Regions from separate parts of the Mus musculus genome. Here all the other regions are linked to region 4. The links are chromatin contacts, called in public ChIA-PET, HiChIP or PLAC-seq and promoter capture Hi-C maps. All regions are on one chromosome and are shown on one strand. Each heading gives the region's core, a stretch centred on a gene start, on an enhancer-like site or on the middle of the called end of the contact. The rest is flanking DNA. Distances are from core to core; before and after follow the strand shown. Region 1 holds the start of Paqr7 (progestin and adipoQ receptor family member VII). Region 2 holds the start of Hmgcl (3-hydroxy-3-methylglutaryl-Coenzyme A lyase). Region 3 holds the start of Mtfr1l (mitochondrial fission regulator 1-like). Region 4 holds the start of Rcan3 (regulator of calcineurin 3). Region 5 holds the start of Pithd1 (PITH (C-terminal proteasome-interacting domain of thioredoxin-like) domain containing 1).

Evidence for each region. Promoter capture Hi-C pulls out the DNA fragments that hold promoters and counts their contacts. ChIA-PET counts read pairs in DNA pulled down with a chosen protein or histone mark. HiChIP or PLAC-seq counts read pairs in DNA pulled down with a chosen protein or histone mark.
Region 1: a contact with region 4 is called in an RNA polymerase II ChIA-PET map of memory CD8 T cells, with 8 read pairs. The contact joins the promoter of Paqr7 here to the promoter of Rcan3 in region 4. A contact is called at or near these places in 3 of 115 datasets of contacts at active chromatin or transcription factors (T-cell acute lymphoblastic leukemia, memory CD8 T cells and pancreatic cancer cells) and 1 of 9 other capture datasets (liver).
Region 2: a contact with region 4 is called in an HNF4G HiChIP or PLAC-seq map of pancreatic cancer cells. The contact joins the promoter of Hmgcl here to the promoter of Rcan3 in region 4. A contact is called at or near these places in 4 of 115 datasets of contacts at active chromatin or transcription factors (astrocytes, bone marrow-derived macrophages, forebrain and 1 more) and 1 of 9 other capture datasets (pancreatic islet).
Region 3: a promoter capture Hi-C map of pre-B cells shows a contact between it and region 4, with 3 times the contacts expected there. The contact joins the promoter of Mtfr1l here to the promoter of Rcan3 in region 4. A contact is called at or near these places in 4 of 39 promoter capture datasets (the C10 cell line, liver and pre-B cells).
Region 5: a contact with region 4 is called in an RNA polymerase II ChIA-PET map of memory CD8 T cells, with 5 read pairs. The contact joins the promoter of Pithd1 here to the promoter of Rcan3 in region 4. A contact is called at or near these places in 1 of 39 promoter capture datasets (cranial neural crest) and 3 of 115 datasets of contacts at active chromatin or transcription factors (bone marrow-derived macrophages, memory CD8 T cells and pancreatic cancer cells).

Annotation. Positions count from the first base shown.
Region 1 is chr4:134,495,348-134,498,047 of GRCm38.p6, forward strand. It overlaps Paqr7 (progestin and adipoQ receptor family member VII), which reads left to right and starts at 1,414. Exons shown (of 2, transcript NM_027995.3): 1 at 1,414-1,689.
Region 2 is chr4:135,945,131-135,947,830 of GRCm38.p6, forward strand. It overlaps Hmgcl (3-hydroxy-3-methylglutaryl-Coenzyme A lyase), which reads left to right and starts at 1,318. Exons shown (of 9, transcript NM_008254.3): 1 at 1,318-1,410. The coding sequence starts at 1,351.
Region 3 is chr4:134,533,941-134,536,640 of GRCm38.p6, forward strand. It overlaps Mtfr1l (mitochondrial fission regulator 1-like), which reads right to left and starts at 1,447. Exons shown (of 7, transcript NM_029759.4): 1 at 1,310-1,447.
Region 4 is chr4:135,432,365-135,435,064 of GRCm38.p6, forward strand. Rcan3 (regulator of calcineurin 3) reads right to left here and starts at 1,441. Exons shown (of 5, transcript NM_022980.4): 1 at 1,248-1,441.
Region 5 is chr4:135,985,985-135,988,684 of GRCm38.p6, forward strand. It overlaps Pithd1 (PITH (C-terminal proteasome-interacting domain of thioredoxin-like) domain containing 1), which reads right to left and starts at 1,260. Exons shown (of 6, transcript NM_025411.4): 1 at 954-1,260; 2 at 408-451; 3 at 1-34. The coding sequence starts at 1,151.

The DNA.
Region 1 (2,700 bases), core at 164-2,663, 940 kb before region 4:
AGATCAAGAGAGGTCGTCATGGCAACTGCTTGGCTCACCGCTTGCCACAGGCCAAGAACATTACATATAAACCGTGGATTTGAAAACAAACCAAGAGGGGACAGGATGTGGTGGTGTATGCCGGAGACCTCAGCCTCTGCTTCACTTGTGAGCTCCAAGCAGGAGCTGGGTGAGACTCTGCCTTTAAAAACATACAAATGAACAAAAAACATACCACCTCTGACAAAAGCCAAACCAACCGGAAACAAAGAATCAAAGCAGTGAGAGCTTGACCTTCCTGCCAAAAATAGAAGCTGAGTCCGAGGCTTCTTCTAAGTCCTTACTGTTTGTTTTGTTTTGTTTTGTTTTGTTTTGTTTAAGATGGGATGTCTTTGTTTAGCGCTGGCTTTCCTGGAACTAGCTCCATAGAGTAGGCTGGCCCAGAACCCAGAGATCCCTTGCCTCTGCCTCTGGCTCCTGAGTGCTGGGATCAAAGGCGTGTGCCACCGCTGCCACCACTGTCTGCAAAGTCTCTCATTTTTATTCATCCTATCAGGACACAGTCACCATATGTTGCCCAGGCTGCCCTTGAACTCCTGGCTTCAAATAATCCTCCTGCCTCAGTCTCCAGAGTAGTAGGCACGGGATGGCAGGCCTGTCGGCTTGCCCCATGGATTCAGGAAATGTGGGCGTTTGTCTGAATTTGTTGAATGAGAGGCCAGTCTCTCACATACAATTCTCTTAAGATAATATGCTCATCACAGTACAGAGGGAAATTTTGCAGTTTCCAAAGACCTTCATGTCCACCGTTTGACCTAAACACCTTGTCAAGTGGTACTGCCATCTCTATAACACTGAGGCCCAAAAGAGCAAGGTTTGTCCAAGGTCGCAGGGTGAGCTGGGGTAGCAACAGGCTTCAATCCTGTTAATGTGTCAGGGCTCTAGACTCAAAAGCTCAGTAAAGGACAGGGCCCTAGCCTCTACCAATCAGGCCTCTTTACTCAAGACCCGGTCTGGTACTCCATTTTTGTTAGGTATGAACACCACAGAAGGGGCAGGCACATGAGGCACTGTAAGAAAGTATTTATTGGAGGCATACCCTGCCTATAAAAACCCACTGGGCTGTTCACCTTCTCTGCTGGTCCCATACCTGGAAGATGTGACAACCAGGAGTGGTTGTTCTGACAGAGATCTAGACAAATCAGGACAGGGAAAATGTCAGAGATCACGGGATGAGACTTTGATAAGCCAGAGAGCCCAGTTTGGGACGCAGCTCCCCAGGGAGAGCGACATCTGGACTACAGTAGCCCTGTGAGGCATGAGCGGTATGTGCTGAGCTCAAGCTTGCCTCAGAGCTCTTGGGACACTCATCCGACTCTCTTGCAACTATCACAGAGCGAAGCTTGCGCTTTGGGGAAGTGGGTAAACTCTGCAGGAGTCTGCAGCCTCTTATCTGAGCCTAGGTTCTCTGGGCCTTCTATTTTCAGACTGTACTGTGGCCGCAGGAAGTCCCGGGATGCGTCGTGGAGTGACCCCTCCTGCAGTCTGAGCTTGCATAACGCCAGGCGAGAAGCTGCAGACTGGCGGAGGCGGCTGAGCTCCCGGTGCCCAGCGCCGCCCTCCGGGCTTGGGGCGTGGCCGCTACCCCTTTATCTGCGACTCCAGCGCGGGGGACGCAGCAGACAGCTCCTAGCTCTGCTCTGACCACAGGTGAGACTGCTCCTGGAGATCCCGGGGCCGGGCCGGGCTGGGCTGGGCTGGGAGTAGAGAAGTGCTCCCCCGGCACGCGGGTTGGGGGTGTGCTCCTAGCTGCATGCGTGCGGTGCCCAGTGGCGGAAGTGGGCAGGTGGCAGAAGATGGGGCGAGGCCGAAGACAGCAGGACCCTGACAGCCGGACAGTTATGTAGGGGAGCACCTCCCGGTAGGGGTGAGGAGAGGTCACCAAGGGAATTAGCCTCAAGGAGGGGACCGGAAGAAGAAACGTTTGAGGTCACCCCACCCCCGGAGGAGCAGTGGGGGGGTCACTGTAAGGGAGTGGGGAGAGCAGAAGGATTATGGGAGGACCAGAGGTAGCATGCCATGGAGAAGGAGGACCAGGGCTGGAGTAAAGCCTATGAGCTTGTGGCTTGTGGAATGGGGAGAATAATTCAGTGTCGTCTGCAGAAGTTAGGCATGGGAGACAGCCTGTGCAGCAGGATCACACCCTGGGCAGGAACAACCAACCTCACAGGCTATGTGCTGCATTCTAGGAGCGAGGTTATAATGGGACAAGAAGGAGCAGGGGTGGAAGTGTGTGTGTGTGTGTGTGTGTGTGTGTGTGTGTGTGTGTGTGTGTGTGTGTGTGTGGTATGTTTTGCAGATCCTTGTGGGGGAACCCCCAAGGAAAGCTTTAGAGAGGTGGGAGGGCTACCAGGCCAGAATATTGGATCCCTTCCCTAGCGTCAGGAAAGCCAGATTGCCCTAGATAGGAAAAGAGACAAGGCCCCACCACCACCCTCAGCCTTAACCTGGGGGATTTCCTCCTAGCAGCCCCTGAAGCCCCTTAGGCTGCCTCAGGCTATGCACTGAGAGGAGGCTTGGTGGATTCCCCAAGCTGACTGTTCTTGTTGGGTACCCGGGGACACCATGATGAAGATCTTCCCTTTCAGGGTACTCCTTGGAACCGTGGGAGTGTCTGAACTTTGGGGGAAAATGTCCTTAACATTTCCATTCTGATCACGT
Region 2 (2,700 bases), core at 68-2,567, 510 kb after region 4:
TAAGTAAATATTAAAAAAAAAACAAAGTAGAGGTGGAGACAGGTTTGTTTTTGCTTGATGGGAGCAGAAAGCCTTGTGGTTACAAAAGCAGGCCAGAGCAGGTTAGCAAAAATTCCTGTAAGTGCCTGAGGGTCAAGCTGACCTCAATGTCAGCCCAAGGTCAGGTCAGGATTTAGCAAAGATGTTTTTCTTGCTTCACTCTTATGGCCTCACAGGTGTTCTACATAGACTTACATGTAGGCAAAACAGCCATGCACATGAAGTAAATACACTAGTAATAATTTAAAACTTTGGTGGCCATCGTGGCACATATCTTTAACTCCAGCACTTAGTAGGCAGAAGTAGAGGCAGGCAGATCTCTGAGTTTAGGTCAGCCTGGTCTACATGGAGTATATGAGTACACTATAGCTGTACATATGGTTGTGAGCCTTCATGTGGTTGTTGGAAATTTAATTTTAGGACATCTGCTCGCTCTAGTCGGCCACCACTCACTCAGGCCCAAAGATTTATTTAATAAGTACATGGTCGCTGTCTTCAGACATACCAGAAGAGGGCCAGATCTCACTACAGGTGGTTGTGAGCCACCATTTGAACTCGGGACCTTCGGGAAAGCAGTCAGTGCTCTTACCCGCTGAGCCATCTCACCAGCTCCACAGTGAACCTTTATATTCTACTTTGTGACCTTAACCTTTGGGGCGGGATCTGCGCCATTCTGCATGATGCACACGCATGTTTAGTCATTTGAAGACTTCCCCACTGAGGCTGAGGACGGGAAGACAAGAAGGAAGTAAGACAGTGTATACACAGGGACACAATGATTTCCTAATGGCTAGCTTCAGGGTTTCACAAGTCACCCGAGCACCAGTAGTAGCCCCTAGAAGCCCACAGTTATAGCAGTCCTTCGCTAACCTAGGCCTTCTTGCCTTCCCTGTTCCTTTAAGACTAAAGGAGCCATCGGCTTGGCCCACCAGCTTCCCAGTCATCTTCAACCCCAACACGCCCTGGGAACACAACGCCTTTCAGAAGGCAGATAAATGGCCCTGGATTGGAACCGGGCGTGATTTAAGACGTGGGGGAAGCAGGTGGAGGTGAAAAAAATCTCGGGATCTACACATGGGCTGTCAAATGTCATGGCTCTTCATGGGACACGTGTTCAGAAAATCATGGAGTGGGCATGATTGGAGGGTAGAGCTACTTAGAGGGGAGTAGGAAAAGAAAACAGACAGGCTGAGGGGAGGAACCAAACTGGGAGCCTCACAAGAGGAGCGATGCACCGCCTCCGGCCCTAACCACGCCCACAGAGGGATCGGCGGTCACGTGGTGCCCAGTGGGTTGGCCTCCGGAGTGAAGATGGCGTCAGTGAGGAAGGCTTTCCCGCGGAGGCTGGTGGGCTTGACGTCCCTCCGGGCTGTAAGTGCTCCCCAGGCGGGTGACAGTCATGGGATCGGGCGGGCCTCCTCAGCTGCTGTGACAGGCGGAGGAGCGGGACCGCTCGAGGGACTGTTGCCGGGAGGATTTGAGAGTTCCGGACCCAGCCGGTCTGGCTCAGATCCATTGCAAGAAACGGGGAAACTGAGGCGGCGGGAAGAGAATCGACCCGCTGTGACTGTGGAGACCGGGGACACCATCCTGGGCGTCCTACCTCCCTTACGGTGACCCTGACTCCTTCCCCTATTTGAGCTTCGGATCTCTCCGGCCCTTCATTAGTGGAAAACAGTGTTCAGTGTGGGAAACACAAGCATCCCTGTCTGCCGCCTTACTCGGCCCTTGTTGCTTTTATGGACGCCTGGGGAGAACTTGGATCGCGTGGGCCGGACAGGGATTCCCTCAGAACTGTCCTTTGGGCATGTTTGGTCCTGGCATTCTGACCACGCGCAGTTATTTGAAGGAAGGGGGGGGGGGCAAAAAGAGCTGTGCTGGCTAAACCGCAAACTGGTGTCCGGGTGATCTGCCACTTTCTAGGCTGAGTGACAGAGGTGTGTACTCAGCTTGCTTATACGTAAAATGCAGAGTCTCAGGATGATTTAGTGAGTGACCAGTCAGTCGGTGGTGGTGCTTTGTGAGAGTTGGACTTAGGAGCGATCAGCGCCAGCGTCACTGCTACACCCTCAGCTCTGTGATGGCGCTGTTACGATTTTATGTTGGGGAGTTTAGGCATTGTATTAGCACTTGGAAAAACTACTTTCCTTGCAGCTCGTGGGTGCCTCTCAGAAAGCCCAGAAAGCCACTTCTGGCCGGGCATGGTGGCTCACGCCTTTAATCCCAGCACTCGGGAGGCAGAGGCAGGCGGATTTCTGAGTTCGAGGGGAGCCTGGTCTACAAAGCGAGTTCCAGGACAGCCAGGACTACACAGAGAAACCCTGTGTCGAAAGAAACAAAAACAAAAAAAAAACAAAAAAAAAAAAAAACAAAAACAAAAAAAATGGGAAAGAAAAAGAAAGCCACTTCTGCATCTTTAGTCTACCCACTTCCAATGATTGCTCAGGGATCAAATGAAAAGGCAAATATCAACGTGAAAAGTTAAGGAAATAAACCCGAGGGGGAGAGGGGGAGAGAATGAGAATTAAGTAACATGGTGGGTCATAATATCTATCTATCTATCTATCTATCTATCTAAGACAAAGTTTCTTTCTATATAACTTTGGTATTCACTACATAGACCAGGCTAGCTTCAAACTCAGAGCCTGCTATGACTCTGGG
Region 3 (2,700 bases), core at 197-2,696, 900 kb before region 4:
GCAGCCATGTTCAAGCCTACAAAGTCCCTGTGTGCCAGACTTCTTGCTAAAGGCCACTTAACTGTGCTACTCCTGCCATTACGCCCTCTCCTGTCCTGCTTCATCTCCAAAGACTCCAACCGAATCTAAACCTCGGGTTTAACAAGCTGCCGGTTCTATTACTCTGGTGTTTAAATCTTTCAACTCTCTTCTAGACTCCACAGTCCTGCCAGCAGGATATACCCCATCTTCCAGCTCTCTTAAGACCAAGCTCTAATACAGTTTGGCAAGTACACGATCTGCGACCATACTCACTCCCTAGTCTTCTGCTGGGGCCATGCTACTACCGGGCTACCAGCTCCCAACACACCTATCTGTGCCCCAGTCTATACCACTGCCTCTGTGGGACCCAACTTATCCAGCTTATCTCAGTCCCTCAGCACCCAGCTCATCCATCACTCTGTCCCTGGCAGCCTGGGGTTCGCAGTTCACTCCGTGGCAGCCTGGATCGCCTTCCGAGGGTGCTCAAAACAGAAATGGAAGTAACCGAACGGCCCATATCCCGGCCTCCGGCAGCCGCTGTAAGCACTTGGCTTGCTTTTAAGAAACCGCTGTAGGCGACACTAACTTGGCTTCGAGGCCCCGCCCCCCGCGTGCCCGCTAGACGCTCTAGCCGGTTCCGCAGCCCCGGCTCTCCCTCCGCACATCGGCGCTGCCGCAGCTCCTTCTGCGCTGGCCGTGCCCGCGTCTTCCCGTGCGGCCACTCTCGGCAGACCCTCTCTGCTCCGAGAGCGCCTCGACCCGGCAGGTCCTGGGCCAGGGAGAAACTTTAGCCCAGCGGTGCCCGGCGGACACCCGGGCAGAGCGCGCGAGGGTCTCACGAGGCGCCGGTGGCCAGCAAGATGCAGCCCCCTGCGCCCTCAACGACGGGTCCCCACCCCCGCGACGGCGACCCGGCCCGGGCCAAGGTCGGCCAAGTTCCTACCGCGCGTCCAGCGGCCCTTGGACCCGCGGGCCGGGCCGGGCCGCTCAGTAGCCTCCAGGCCGGCGTAGGTCCCAGATACGCCGCGCGGCCCGGGGCGTACCGCGCTCCAACGGCTGGGGCGACCCCAACCGCTGGGTGACACGGCCAGCAACTACGCCTGGGGACCAGTGCCCTCACCGAGGGGGGCAGACAGCGGCGACTCCCGCGAGAACTTGCACGGGAACAGGGAACGCGTGCTCCCCTGCGCCGGGACGGAGACGCCGGCGACGGCCCAGGGCGCTCACCGAGCCCGTCTCCTGTGGGACCCCGCATCGGGCTTAGCCCGGACTCCAGCGCCACACTCACCTCAGCCCCTCCTACCCCAGCGGGCGGCCCGGCCTCGAAGTCCCTCACTTCCGCTGACCCGCCTCCGGAAGCAATCATTTGCAGCTGCGCGGCGAGCACCACGCCCAGGAGAGGCGGGCCTAGAGAGGGGCCCGGAATGGACGCGGGCTCTGAGTGGACGGCAGACCGGCCAGGAGGCCACACCCCTCCCCGGGCCACGCCCTCACCCCTCCGGGGGAGGGCACGAAGTCTGTGCGCGCATCCCGCTGGAGTTTTCCTCCCAAGTTTAGTTGCTGCCGTAGGAGTTGCTTCCCGTGTTTAGTGTCAACAAACTTCTGGGAAGCGGTAGTCTGCCAGTGTTGCTGCTCAGCACTGGAAATAGTCCATACTCCTGCTGCAGATCTCCGAATCCTCTCATCTTGGCATTTCAGCCTTTCCTATCTAGTCTGGACCCTCGTCCCATTTCATGCTCCCCCAGATACATCCCCCAGCAAAAATGGCTGCTTTCGCCTTTCAGGCATGCCCTCCAGTGCTTCGGAATAGCTGTCTTCTATTTTAAAGTTCTCTGTCTCACACACGCTCATACACGTACACACGTGTGCAGCATAGTTCAGTCTGTTAATGAGATGGGTGGATTGATGGCACTCGGAGACACCAAAGCTCTCAAGGTCGCTCTTTCTACCGGTCTCCATGGCATCCAGTTAATGGGCATACACTTTCTTCTCTGCACGTGGCTTTGCCTGACTCACCAGTTCTCCCAAAGCCTATAATCCCCACCTGCCAGGGACAAATCTTTTGGATTCGTGGGTGGACAGCTTTGTGCAGTCACAATGGGCATTATGCCCAGACCTGCCTTACTACACCCATACATGCTTTATTTCTCTATTGTTGTCCTCTGGAAATTACAGTTATATGTTGCTGAAGAACGGGTACTCTTTGGGAAACGTGTCCTTAGGTGACTGAGTTACACAAACATTATAGAGTGAGTACGTACACACACCTACAGAATATACTACATCCTAGGTGAATTGGTAAAGCCTATTGCTCCAGGCTACAAAAACCTGCACAGTTGCAACTGTGCTAAATCCCAGGGAAGTTGTATCACAATTGTAGACATTTACTTCTAAACACCGGTAGGGCACATGCCAAGATAGATAGCTGGAATTTCTCAGCTCCTTTTTGATTGTTGGGTATCACTGTCAGATAGTCTATCAGCGACAAAGCCACTGATAGAACCTAGTGGGGAAACCCCCACTCAATTCCCGATTCGGTGTGCACCCAAAAAATCACGAAGGACCATCTTGATGGAATTAAATGAGGTCGTTTAATTACGGAGCTCCGGACCGACATGCATCCCACACAGGAGATAACGGATGTCGGCCACGAGGCTGGAAAGCTAGGGGTTTTTATGG
Region 4 (2,700 bases), core at 191-2,690:
CCTCAGAGGTCAGAGGAGGGGTGGGATCACCTGGAACTGAAGTTACATACGGGTGCTAGGACTCAGAGCCCAGTTCTGTGCAAGAGCAGTAGGTGCTCTTAACAGTGGACATCCCCCGCCCCCGGCACACTATTTTGTTAACATATATTTATTGAATGTTTATATGTGTGTTTGACTGTGGCCTCAGCAACACTCAGGTATTAGTCAAAGGACAACTTGCAAAAGCTGATTCTCTCCTCCTGCCATGTTGATCCCCGGGATCCGGGAACTCCAACTGTCAGGCTTTGCAGTAAGTGTGTCTGTCTGTACCAGCTGAGCCATCTCATAGGACTACATATTGATATATTGGACTAGAGGTAATGGCATTGTGTTAAGATAGGTTTTATTTTGTTTTGTTGGGCAGGACCGTATTATGTAGTCCAGACTAGTCTCCCACTTGCTAATATTATAAACGTGTGCCACACCCAGTTCTTAAAATAACATTTTAAAGTAATCACTAATCATAGCTACAGATGGTCAATTACTTCTCTGGCCAACTAGTAGATGAGAGACTTCTACGAAAAGTTCAAGTAAATGTATTGTCCTAGATAGCCTTCAATATTGGGACGCGAATATATATATATTTGGTTTTAAACCCTACAATAAAACATCACTCTACATAATCCTAGTTTGAATCTGAAACATGGACGTGAGCCGCTAGAATCTTAATCCCCAGAGGAGATGATGAGATTTCGCACGGAAGCTGGAACCCCACAACCTGGAAACAGACAGCTATTGAAGGGTTCAAGAGGAAGCGGACAAGTTTCCAGATGCCAGGGAAGCAGAGAAGCACGAGGATTCCTGCATCCTGGGGGAGGGGAGGAGAGAGGGGAGTGGGGCTTCCACCTGCTGCCAGGAGGGTTTTACTAGCCACACCTTCCCTGCCCTCCGGGAGGGGGGGGCCAGGTTGGGCCTGACATCTTTCAAAAAGTCGAACTGCGGGTGGAGAAATTGCTGGTGGAGGAGAAAGGACCTGGGGGCGAGGGTTGTTTTGCAGGACGTTACCCCGAAGCTGCTGGGGGAGATCCTGGGCATCAGGCGGTTGGTCCTTAGCAACGTCTAGGGGGTTCCTGGAGGATCTGGGCAGCTGCTGCTCTAGCTGAGGCTGCTTTAACTTTCAGGGATCCTGGGGATCCATCACCCAGAGCTGCTGCAAACCTGTTCCGAGCGGCCGCGACCCGGCCCCGCCCTGCGAAGGGGAGACTCACCTGTGCGCTCGAGGGGAGAGGCCCGAGGGGGGATGCCCACGAGCGCGGCCTGGGGCGGACAGACCCTCACCACCCGGAGCCACCACGCCCTCAACGCGGGCCGCAGCGGCCGCCTCAGCCGGCGACACGGGCGGTGACCTAGGGCTGAGCGAGGTTGCCAGCGTCGCGCGCGCTCCCGGGCCCGCGCGCCTCGCGCCCTCCCTGGGTTCCTCGCGCCCAGGGGGCGCGCTGCGCCGGCGCACAGACAGGAGGGCGGGGCTGACAGCTGGGTGGGCGGGAGTCGCCGAGTGGTGGGCGGGGCTCTGGGGGCGGGGGTGGGTTCTGCGCGCGCGCATTCGCCTGCTCCTCTTGGCTGGCTGGCACTGGCTTTGAGGGACTTGGGCCGGCACTCTTTTTTTTTTTTTTTCCCACCCCCCCTGGGCCGGCACTCTTAAGGCAGAGGCTTTCCTTGACCTCCAGAACGGGACTTTTGATGTCCCCTTGGTATCCGCCGCCCCCAAGAAACATTTTCTCTCTCTTTTTGCTGACCTCACGTGACAGTGACAGGAACAGCTAGCCGGGATACTAGGAACCTTCTCGGGGCGGGTTCCTGTGAGCTTAACCCGGGGTAGCCTTCTAGGAACCTGGCAGCCGGATGTGCCCGACCTCGCCCCGCAGCTCCCGTCGCCCAGTAGAGGCGATGGCGACGTGGCTGTGCTATGGGTGTCACCAGGTGTGTGACTGCGCGCGCCCCATCCCTCCCTCCATTGCACCCAGCACAGATGTACAATATTAATGATATTTGCGTTTGCCTTTCCACACAGTCTTGCTTATCTCCCTTGGAGATAATGGAACATTAATTATGTCTAGGTCAGGGTTTAGGCTAGTAGTAGCGCCGAGGCTGGCTGGCATTTTAATTTTAATTGCTGTTGCTGAGACCAGCCTGTCAGGGAGCTGTGCCCTCTTCCAGCTCACAAACTGGATGAACGGTACAGAGCTGGAGAACTCTCAGCTCCCGCTAGAAGGATTCTGCTCTGCTATCCAGGCCGTATGGCTCAGTTCTGAGGGTCCTTGCTCCCAACCCCGGACGCACGTGATGGAAGGAGAGAACTCCTGCAAGTGTTCTCTGACTTCCACACGGCTGCCCTTCTGAATAATAAACAAATAATAAATAGAAAATCAGCTTTTGTCATTTACGCAAGACCCTTCATAGGACAAATGAAACAAGGGGGTCAAAACTAAGGACACAGTGTTGTCACTCGGTGAGAGTCATGGGCACAAAATGCAGGGCATAGCATCCTCGTCAGAGTGACTCCCATAGTGTCCCCCACAGGATCACAGTGTTGTATCCCTTTTGCTTTAGGAAGTTTCTGCAGCTTTCCACCCTGAGGCTCCTGATTAAACTTGACTTAACACGTCAAGTTCTTCACTTTTTCATCAAAGAATTATGGAGAGTGACTTCTATACTCACATC
Region 5 (2,700 bases), core at 10-2,509, 550 kb after region 4:
GATGACGCCTTTCAGCTTGACATTGCCCGTAAACCTGCCAGAATTCCAAAGAGAAGGTTGTCTACCTGGGATTGAACCCTGAGGACCAGCAGCCATGTGACTCTGACAAGACCCTTCCCTTTTAGCTCAGCTGACTCATCTGCCACCTGTAGTCCTTTCAAAGACCCTGTCATTCCATACCTCCAAGAAATGTAATCACCTCAATTATAATTCGACAAATGCATGTGTAGTCACACACACACACACACACAAGCTCCTATACTTACTTTCTCAAACCCACCAAAGAAAATCTACCCCATTTCTAGACACAGGTGTGCACTCTTGACATAGCCATCAAATGAAGTCATCCGAAGAGACAACTGGGTACAGCCCAGTTTGCCTGAGGCAAGAGCCAAGGAGATACTTACGGAATATTAAACAGGAGCTCTTCGTCCGCATCACTTTCAACAAACTGCGGTGCATGGGGAGGAAGCAACAGATATCTGCTGAGAAACTACAATTTCAGGCATCTGGCCTCCCTGTTCTACAAACTGAGTCGCGATGCAAATGGACCTGTCCCAACAACCCGCGCCCAGGTCCTCATAGCTGGGAGCTGCTCAGTCTCCATATTCTAATCACCACGGCCCCTCTTAGAGGGATTCTAATGGGGGTTTCCCAGGCTGCGAACTCAAAAGACCAGTGCTTCTGTGTACCCTTCTGGAGAACCTTCAAATGGCTCTCAAAGGGGTCTGGGTTCCAGGTTAGAAGTACGGATCGCGACCCCAGGCCAGGTGAGGCCATCGGACAGCCATCTGGACCAATGGTCAGAGGAAGAGACAGCAGTCCTCTCTGCTCTCCTCCCTCACATGCCCTCGCCGCCTCGGAAGGGAGGTAAAGCGCCCACCTTGCTCCTCTGGGCCTCAGTTTCCCTGTCTGTCTACCCTGCGAGGCCCCGGGGCTCCCGGGCCGCCCACCTTGGAGCGGTCGGTCCGCTCCTCCCACGGCTTGAAGACGCCGCGGCCGCTGCCCTCGCGGCTCTCGTTGAGGCACTGCAGTCGCTCCAGGTCGATGCGCAGGTACAGCCCGTAGGCCAGGCCGCGCTGCTCGGGCGGCTCCTCGCGCTCAGCGGCGCAGCGACAGCCGCCCCCGCCGTGGCTGTGGCCGTGCGACATGGCGACGCCGCCCGCCGGCTCGCCTGTGACTCCCTCGGCACCGCCGCTCACCCGGAGCTCACTCGGCTCCGCGACGACCGCCAAGCGCCGCCACCGAGGCGTCGTAAAAGGCGCCCCTGCGCGGCGCATGCGCGCGCGGCCCAGAGGGCGGGGCCGGGAGGGATTGACGTGGACCTGCGCCAGCAGAGCTGGACGCTGGCGGTGTCGCTCAGTGGTACCGTTCAAGCGTGGAAACTGTAGGGCTGGGGACGCGTGGCAGGGACGCGAATCCTCCCCTCCCGAGCCAAAGCGTGCGCTTTCTTCCCTAGCGGCCACCTTTCTCCGGCGTGGTGGATAAGGCGGGGCCGACAGCACAGCAAAGCTTGCCTCCTCTCTCCCCCTGACGCCCTGTTAACCTCATCTGTTTACCCCCTACTTTCTCCCGCCTCTTTTCCTTCTCTGTCTCCTTTCTCCGCCTTTCCTTCCATATTTTTAAGCTAGTTTCTCATGTGCCCCAGGCTGACCTCAGATGATCTATGTACCTTCAACTCCTGACCCTCCTGCCTCCAAATCCCAAATTCAGGGATTAAAGGCACGCACCACCAAATCTGGTGTTAGATTTAATTAGTTACATTTATTATATATCTATCATGGGTCTATCTATCTATCTATCTATTTGGTGTCTTCTGTGGCTTATCGCGCTCTTTCCCTTAATAAAGTGTCTTACTACCTAGTTTTGGCTGGAACTATCTACTGAGCCTGGAACTCACTGTGTAGATCAGACTGGCATAAAACGCAACAGAAATCCATCTGCCTCCGCCTCCGGGGCGTTGGGATTGAAGGCATGGGCCATCCTGCTCAGCAGCATCATATTTTTTTGATGCAGTCTCTCACCGGACTCGAGGCTCACCATTTAGACTAGGCTAAATGGTCAGCGAGCTTCTAGGCTCCACCCTCCAAAGCTGGGCTTGCTGCTGGGCCTGTGCTTGGCTTTTATGTGACTGCTGGAGATTTGAACTCTGTCCTTGTGTTTCCACAGCAAATGCTCTTAGCCGCTGAGTCATCTTCATAGCCCATAGCTACCTTCTTGATAGAAGGTATACTCACCACCAGACCTGGGGTGAGAATGCTGGGTCTGTCCCTGACGGTGTGACACTAGGAAAATATCACCTTTTCCTATTCTGAGTCATTTTTCTCTGTTCCGTGGGCAGGATAGTATCTGTTGAGTAGTCACACTGAATAGTAAGGGAAGAATGTGATTCAAGAACTCAACATGTGGGCTGGAGAGATGGCTCAGTGGTTAAGAGCACTGACTGCTCTTCCAGAGGTCCTGCGTTCAATTCCCAGCAACCACATGGTGGCTTACAACCACCTGTAATGGGATCCAATGCCCTCTTCTGGTGTGTCTGAAGACAGCTACAGTGTACTCATATACATAAAATAAATCTTAAGGGAAAAAAAAAAAAAAAAAAAAAAGAAGCCGGGCACAGTGGAGCACACCTTTAATCCCAGCACTCGGGAGGCAGACTGAGTTCGAGGCCAGCCTGATCTACAAAGTGAGTTCTAGGAC